2 separate regions of the Sus scrofa genome follow, and region 2 is linked to region 1. Evidence: chromatin contacts called from public Hi-C data. All regions are on one chromosome and are shown on one strand. The core of a region is the stretch at or near the end of the contact, and the rest is flanking DNA. Distances in the headings are between cores, read along the strand shown.

Evidence for each region. Hi-C and Micro-C count contacts between places; a contact is called where the count stands out from the background.
Region 2: a Hi-C map of liver shows a contact between it and region 1, with 4 times the contacts expected there. The contact joins two enhancer-like sites. A contact is called at or near these places in 1 of 5 promoter capture datasets (liver), 4 of 47 Hi-C or Micro-C datasets (all in liver) and 2 of 2 datasets of contacts at active chromatin or transcription factors (alveolar macrophages and skeletal muscle).

The regions. Positions count from the first base shown.
Region 1 is chr16:5,802,735-5,807,414 of Sscrofa11.1, reverse strand. The region is part of intron 3 of RETREG1 (reticulophagy receptor FAM134B); the gene reads left to right. Among named protein-coding and RNA genes, the nearest start is that of RETREG1, 74 kb to the left of the region's middle. Within about 2 kb of position 2,749, at least 14 of the 83 cell types and tissues checked have an H3K27ac peak or open chromatin away from gene starts, as enhancers often do. A contact at or near this core is called in liver, where this site is marked.
Region 2 is chr16:5,840,675-5,844,850 of Sscrofa11.1, reverse strand. All of the region lies in intron 1 of RETREG1 (reticulophagy receptor FAM134B), which reads left to right. Among named protein-coding and RNA genes, the nearest start is that of RETREG1, 37 kb to the left of the region's middle. Within about 2 kb of position 1,865, at least 7 of the 83 cell types and tissues checked have an H3K27ac peak or open chromatin away from gene starts, as enhancers often do. A contact at or near this core is called in liver, where this site is marked.

The sequences.
Region 1 (4,680 bases), core at 1,500-3,999:
TTCTGCTGGTGGCAGTGAATGTCAGACTATACAACTGTTTGCTAAAACAGCTGGGCGGTTCCTACAAAGATAAATATACACCTGCCATGTGATTCAGACATTCCACTCCTAGGTATTTACCCAAGAGAAGTGAACTGTGTCCACATACGATCTTGGACAGGGGAGTTCACAGCAGCCTGATCTGTAATAGCCCCCAGCTGCCCATTGGCAGGTGAATAGATGCGTAAATTGTGTACATCCACGCAGTGAACACTGCTCTACGATGAAAATGAATGAATTTATGGGACAATATGGAGGGATCTCAGAATAATTATGCTGGGAGTTCCCGTTGTGGCTCAGTGGGTTAAGAACCCGACATAGTGTCCGCGAGGATGCAGGTTTGATCCCTGGCCTCACTCAGTGGGTTAAGGATCCGGCATTGCTGTAAGTTGATGTGGTTTGGATTCGGTGTTGCTGTGGTGGCTGTGGTGTAGACCGGCAGCCACAGCTCCAATGCAACCCCTAGCCCAGGAACTTCCATATGCCGAAGATGCAGCTGTGAAAAGAAAAAAAAATTATGCTGTATGGTAAAAAGCATAAAAAAGAGTACATGCTGTATGAGTCCATTTGCCTAAAACTTTAATAATAATTTTAATAATGCAGGCCAATCCATAGTTGCAGAAAACAGATGAGTCTGCTTGGCAGGTGGTGGATGCTACAGGGTAGGGGGGAGTGCGGAGCAAGCAGGGCATCTGGAAAGTCTGGAAGGGCGGTGGAATTGTTTATTATATTGATTTGGATGATGGTTTCATGGGCGTGTACATGTGTCAAACATTATCAAATAGTGCCCTTTAAATATGCGCAGTGTATTTTATGTCACGTACACGACGATAAAGCTGTTTAAAAGAAAAAAAGCAGGTACAGCAGTCAATACCAATATGTGAATGAGAATGCAAATCAAAGTAGGAGCTATTCTGTTTAGAGACCAGCAGGAATTTTATTAAACTCTCCATGGATAGTTTCAGAGCTAGTTCCCACCCTTCCCTGTGGCTGAGGTCCCTTGCGTGCTGTGTGGCATGTCTTTCTTTTAATTGAAAAGATTAAGAGGTCCTTTGACTTTTCAGAATAAGGTGTTATATTGAAAAAGGAAAAAAAGAAAAGGGAGTTCCCGTCATGGTGCAGTGGAAATGAATCCGAGTAGGAACCATGAGGTTTCAGGTTTGATCCCTGGCCTCGCTCAGCGGGTTAAGGATCTGGCATTGCTGTGAGCTGTGGTGTGGGTCACAGATGCGGCTCGGATCTGATATTGCTATGGCTGTGGTATAGGCTGGCTTGGACCCCTAGCCTGGGAATCTCCATATGCCACGGGTGTGGCCCTAAAAAACAAAACAAAAATTAAAAATAAAAAAACAGAAAAAGGAAAAAAAGGAGTTCCTGCACAATGAACTTCTTTGCAGAACAGATACTGACTCACAGACTTTGAAAAACTTACGGTTTCCAAAGGAGACAGGTTGGGGGTGGGGAGGATGGGCTGGGGTTTGGGGATGGAAATGCTATAAAATTGGGTTGTGATGATCATGATACCACTGTAAATGTAATAAAATTGATTGAGTAATTAAAAAAAAAGGGGAGTTCCTATTGCGGCTCCTTGGGTTAAGGACACGGCTCATATCCATGAGGATGCAGGTTTAATCCCTGGCCTCGCTCAGTGGGTTAAGGCTCCCCATGGCAATCCCCTGGCATTGCCGTGAGCTGTGGTGTAGGTTGAGACGTGGCTCAGACTTGGTGTTGCTGTGGCTGTGGCATAGGCTGGCAGCAGCAGCTCGCATTCCACCCCATATGCCACAGGTGTGGCCATAAAAATGAAATGAAATGAAATAGAAAAAGGATGCTTTCTGGAGGCCCAGTGCAAAGATTGGCGATATAGACCTGAGTTCTGAGCTCAGTTTGCTGGGATGTGGCTTTCCTTCTCATTTGTATATCATAAAAACAGCCACCAAACAGCTGGGTGATTGAAGGACAACAGGTTCTACTGACTCTAAGACCCCCTCCTGCCCCTGGGCCTTCTTTTGACTTTCTAAAGCCCTGTCTGCTGCTACTGCTGTGTGTAGTTGAGGAAAATAAAATATACCTCCCCCTACCTCCAACTGAAAAGCCTTGAGGCGGAGTCAGGTGGAGTGCCTTTTCCCAGTACCATGACTAATCAGTAGTGACCAAGCTGAGAGGTGGCGCCAAGGCAGGAGGGCAGGTGTTTTGTAGATAGGCATTGGAGTTCTGTATACTGCTTCCGGTTTTGCAGTGTAATCTTCCACCAAAACTCACCAGATTTTATGCTTTAAACCCATGCAGTTTATTCTCTGTAACTTTTATCTCAGTAAATTTGTATTTTAGGAACTCCGTATCTTTCTGCCCTCAGCATTCAGCCCTCCCTCGGTGGCCCCTGCGCGAGTGCGCACCTGCGCGTGCACACACGCGCACACACACACACACACACACACACACACACGGATTGTGTTTTAATAACACAGTCACATCACTTTCTCCCTGGGTGGTTCTTGAAATAAGAAACCATAGGCATGTAGATTAATTTTTATGGTGAAACTTGGATACTCCTCCTTTCCATCTATGTTTCTAAGGGCAAAGTCAAGTGTGAAATTGAGGCGATTTGTTTTATAAAGCTAATGAAAAATGAAAGAGAGTGACGATCAGCCCTGTCTCTTCACACACACATGTAAGCTCTGGGGCAGGGCAGGGCAGGGCAGGGCAGGGCAGGGCGACGGCGGTGGTGTTAGTCCTGGCATCTCTCAAGCACACTTGATGCCACGGAGTAAATCCATACTTGTTGATTTGGCACTTGACTGAATTGATGCTTTTCTTCCCCTTTAGTTGCTCTGAATCATCCCAGACCCATAACTGCCCTGCTCCCTGACCCCCCAAAAGCCCCACAGGACGTGTTAGCCAAGCATGAGAAACGTTTTCCCAGTCACTTTGCACCCCCATTCCCGCGGTCAGTAAGATCATTCCTGTTTGGTTCCCGGAGCCTGGGTGAGCCTGGGTGTGGGTGTCTAGCACCCATGCTTGTGAGGCACACGCACCTGCCATCCCTCTCCTTCCCTTCCCTTGTTAGGTAACCACCAGTCCTTCCAAAGTATTCACTAACCAGCCCAGATCCCAGATTTGATTTTCCTCCAGCGACAAAGTGAATCATTCACAGGTTTGTGAATTTCCCAAAGGGATCCAGAATCTAAGGGTTTCAGACTCTTGATGTTTCTGATCCTTTCGGCAATGACTGAATTCGTGCCAGAAGCAAATTCATTCTTTGGACCTGGCCTGTGTCTGCAGAGATAGGAGCTTCTGTGCAGCAGAACCTTAATCCTGAGTTCCCCCCGTCAAGCCCCATCAGTTCCCCCACCCCCATCCCACTGCCGGCCCCCTCCTTAGGCAGGTACATTTTATCCTCTCAGTGTTATCAGTGTTTGAGCTCACAGAGGACTCTGCTCTAAACACACACAATGAGGTCATTGACTTGTTCTTAAGAAATGAAGTTACAGGTGTTTAAAAGGCATCACTATTTGCAGTAGCTAAGACATGGAAACAACCTAAATGTCCATTGACAGAGGAGTGGATAAAGAAGAAGTGGTACATATACACAATGGAATATTACTCAGCCATTAAAAGGAATGAAATACCAACATTTTTAGCAAGATGGATGGACCTAGAAATTATCATGCCAAGTGAAGTCAGTCAGACAATGAGACACCAACATCAAATGCTATCACTTACATGTGGAATCTGAAAAAAGAACACAATGAACTTCTCTGCAGAACAGATACTGACTCACAGACTTTGAGAAACTTATGGTTTCCAAAGGAGACAGGCTGGGGGTTGGGGGTATGAGCTGGGGTTGTGGGATGGAAATCCTATAAAATTGAATTGTGATGATCATTGTACAACTCTAAATATGATAAATTCATTGAGTAATAAAAAAATTTAATTAACAAACAAAAAAATAAAAGACGTCAATAGCAGACCGGCCAGTGCCCTGGGAAATAAAACTTATCTTGTGGGTCCTTTTCAGTTACGGTATCCAGGTTGCATTGAGAAAACTGTTCTTCTCTGGACCCCTAGAATCCCCATCCAAAAGGGTTCTCAAAGAACGAATTTTCATAAATCCACTCACTGAATGTCTGCCTTCTTCTCAGCAGCTACATCCTTTGTCCCAAGCAAAAAGCAATCAAGAATATAAAGAAGATACCCATTAGCTTTATGCTGAAAAAGGTTATTTGAATGTGCAGTTTCTCTGGGCAGAATTCTTACCTGTTCGTTTAAAAGTGTCATTCACATTTTCTAACCGAAGTAGATGTTACTTGGAAAAGGTATTTTGAAACATGTCATTTAATTCAGGCATGTTTGATAAGTGGAGAATCTGCTACCAGTAATTACTTGACCTCTAAAGCCCTGATGAATAAAACGTTCATCAAATTTTAACAGTTACTCAAAACATGTTCAAGGCAAGTCAGGGTAGCAGTGGGATCTGCCTTCAGGGAGAGTGGGGTGACACGGCAAGACAGGGTACCAGGATGGGCTCTCCTGGGGGTCATTGGGAAGGGACCTGGGGGCTCAGGGACAGGGCAGCCAGCGGGGGGCAGCTGGCGTGGGGCCAGCTGAGGGACAGGGCAGCCAGCGGTGGGCAGGAGATGA
Region 2 (4,176 bases), core at 616-3,115, 38 kb before region 1:
TGGACAGGATGGATTGATATGGATGGAGTGTTGCAGCAAATTGGATGTGCTGTCATATTCCTAAAGTGCTGATTAATAAACCTAAATCACCGTGGGAGCAGCTTTGGGGGGGCGGGTGGGGATCACAGAACTCCTGTAGGGATTGATGTCTGATCAGCAGTGTGGATGAGGACAGATGACACGCAGACATCAAATGTGTGGTTGTCATGATGATGGACCAGTGTGAGGGATGCCATCATAAAGGTCTGTAGCTTTGAATGATGGGCCACGTCCAACAAGGGCAAATGTGATGGGTATACTGAGATTCAAAAATTGCGTCAGAAAAGTAGAATCCTTGAGGGTTTTAACTGCTTGTAAGTTCAAAATAAGCCAGCATGCTGGTAGAGCTGTTATTAAGAAAAAAAAAAAAAAAGGCTGTGCCCAATGAGTTAATGAGTTAAAAACCTACGCAAAATCCTACACCCACATTTTTAGAACAGCGTTATTTATAATTGCCAAAGTTGCAAGCAACCAAGATGTTTTTCAGTCGGTGAATGGATAAACAGTGATACATCATACCATGGAATGTTATTTGATAATAAAAAGAAATGAGCTGTCAAACCGTGAAAAGAGAAAGGAACTTAAATAAACACTGCTCAGTGAAGGGAGCCTGTCATAAAGGCTACATACTGAGTGATTCCAAATATATGGCATTCTGGAAAAGGCAAACCAGTAGAGACAGGAAAAAGATCAGTGGTCCCTAGGTTTATGGGGAGAGGAAGGCATGGATAAGTGGAGCCCAGGGGAATTTTAGGGCAGTGAAACTACTTGGCATGACACTGTAATGGTGGATACGTGACGTTCTGCATTTGTCATGAATGTACAACAAGAGTGAACCCTACTGCAACTGTGGCCTTGGTTAATAACATATCAATGTCGACTCATCAGTTACAATAAATGTATCACACTGAAGCAAGATGTTAATTCTCAGGGACCCTGCATACAGGTGGGGGATGGGGAGGAGATAGGTGGGAGGTCTCTGCAGAGTCTGCTCAGTTTTTCTGTAAACCTAACCCTGCTCTAAAAAATACATTTTATCTTTTTTTTTAGTTTTTTTTTTTTTTTTTTTTTTTTAGTTTTATTGAAGTATAGTTCATTTACAAGGTCGTGATAATTTCGGCTGTACAACATAGTGATTCAGTTATACACATAGACACCTCCATGCTCTTTCTGTGATCTCATAGATCATCACAGAATACTGGGTAGAGTTCCCTGGGCTACACAGCAGGTCCCCGTTGGCCATTCATGCCGTAAACTTCAGTGCGCTTAGGCCAATCCCAAACCCCCAGTCCATCCCTCCCCGCCCACCTGTCCCCTTTGGTAACCGTAAGTTTTTCAAAGTTTCTGAGTCTGTTTCTGTTCTGAAAACAAGTTCATTTGTATTCTTTTCTTTTCTTTCTTTCTTTCTTTCTTTCTTTCTTTCTTTCTTTCTTTCTTTCTTTCTTTTTCTTTTTTTTGTAGATTCCACATGTAAGTGATCGCTGTCTATTAATTAAAAACAAAAACTGTACAAGTAGACCTGTGGAGTCCTCCAGAAGAGAGGGATTTAAGGTCTCTCTTCCTGGTTCCCACTCTGTAGGGACCAGATGCCCAGTGGGAGCATTTACTCTGTTGAGTCCCCACCTGGAGCCAGAGGAGGGATGGGATGCCTGGGAAGATAGGAAGGAACAAGGGATGTTTGTCCTGAAGAGGCAAGAACATACGCCTCATATTCTGCAGCCTTGGTGGGGACACTGGTGTCTTTGAGGAGGGCTCCTGGCATCTCTTAAGTCAGTTCCGCACACCCTGAGCAGACATATCCTCGGAAATGGGTGGCAGCTCTCCCGTCTATTTTCATGGGACAAGAGACAGAGGGAGAGGCTGTCTTCCTGACTTCCTGTGTCTGGGAGATGTTAAGCAGAGCAGTGAGAGAGCTGGATCAGAGCCAAGCTGTCTGGGTGCCTGGTTCCTGGGCAATTTTCTTTCTTTCTTTTTTTTAAAGGGCCTCTCCCGCAGCATATGTAGCTTCCCAGGCTGGAGGTCGAATCCAAGCTACAGCTGCCAGCCTACACCACAGCCACAGCAATGCCAGATCTGAGCCAAGTCTGCTACCTACACCACAGCTCATGGCAACACCAGGTCATTAGCCCACTGAGCGTCGCAAGGGGAGCTCCCCTGGGCAATTTTCTTAACCTCTCCTTCCTCATCTGCAAAGAGCGGCTAATCGTAATGCCCTCATCATGGGACTGTTATAAGGATGAAATGAGTGAATACATACAAAGTACTTAGGCCTGAGTTTTACTCACTGCAGTGTGGTTCCAGAGGGCAGAGCTAGCCCCTCAGGGCTGAGGGAGGCTAGTGTTTCAGGCAAGCTTTCTCACACGCCTCTTCTGGGCTCTTGCACTCTTGCTGTTCCCTCTTCTTATGCTGTTCCCACCCTGGAATGCCTTTGGCGCTGTCCACCTGGCAAAGTCTGACTTCTCCAGGGAGCCAAAGCTTCAAGGCCACCTTCTCCTGAGAGCTTTCTCCGTCTTGCATATGCAGGTGCCGGCCCTCCTGTCTGCTTCCACAGCATTTTGGAAAGTACTTGGGTTAAACATAGTTGTTTACTCGTCTACTTCCCGGCTTTGCTGGGGTTTTGTCATCAGTGACTCCCTGCACCTCTAGCCCAGAGTCTGATAGTCAGTGGTTATGGAATGATCATAGCATTTCTCCTTCCCCCAGTAATGAAAGGATCCTGTAGGAAACTGGGTGCCGAAGCCATACTGGGCTTCCTGACCTGAGAAGGATTTCGGTGGGGGTGGCTGGTTCTCCCTGATTGAAGTGGGTTGGGTGAAAGTGCAGTCTTACTCGGGGTGGTGCTATGGCATCATGGCATCAGCATCATGGCCAGCAGACAGGGTTTGTTTGTTTGCTCCTTTTTTTTTTTTTTTTTTGATGTCCTATAAGTCAGTTTTCATATAAATGAAAGATTGGTTTGAAAACAACTTTAACTCCCCCCCTTTTTTGGGACATGCCTGAGGTACGAAGAAGTTCCTAGGCCAGGGATCAAACTTGCACCATAGCAGCAACTGGAGCCACAGCGGTGACCTTAGCCACTAGGTCATCAGGGAACTCCCAACTTTTTAAAGAATAAATTGCGATTAAGGTTATAACCTTCATTTTTCTTTGAGCTTTCAATTTTAGCGAACATGACTTTTTTTGTTTATAAATCCAGCACATTTTCAAGAGAGGTGTTGATTTCATTAAAAAGTTTTGTTTTACTCCTTTCAACAAATTAAACTGTACTTGTACATTTTATATTTTCCCTGTGCCTTTAATGTACTTTATCATCAAAGGTTAATAAGCTTATACCAAAGGCGCTCAGGAACCAACCCGATTAAGCTCCCACCAGCCAAGGTGGGCCACTTGAGGTCAGTAGGGGAGAGAAGGCCGGCCGTAGGCTGGAGCCCATCATTCATAATAACACTGAAAAAAGGAATGAGGAAACCAACTTCTTTACTGCCGGAGGCTACTTCTCAAGATGAAAGCTGGTAAATAAAGGGAAAGAATCAGATATTGATCCTGCCTTTCCCATGAGATCCATCTCTCACAGCAATGAAACACTGGTGAAGGGAAGTGTCTTGTTATGGAAGTGGTCCAGATGACACCAAAGCAAGAATGAAGGGCTCATACCCCATGTCACCCCTGAGGAACTCATAACCAGGCAGTCATCATGCATGGCTGCTAATATCACAAAAATAGACACCAGCGAGTGTGTGTCTCCTGATGGGAACACACACCTCCACCTTTCATGTATTTTACAGGAAAAAAAAAAATTGCACCTAAATCTGGTCAAGGCTCTAAATGAAACTCCCCATTTTTACAGTCTGCGAAGGGATAGAGGAAAATGTTAAACTAAACCACAAGGGTACAGTGAATGACTCTCAGACTGTGGAAAAGTTCACTGGACAAAATATGAGTCTATTTCTTCCACAAAAATTTCCAGCAAGAAAAATAAAATTAAAGGGAAAGAGAGAGAGGGAGGGACATGGGGGGTGAGCGGGAATCCTGTAAATTACAGGAAACTTAAAACTCACATCCATCAATTTCAGTGTGTCACTTTTTCAGATTTTGTTTCAGTGTGTGTGTGTGTGTGTGTGTGTGCGCACACATGTG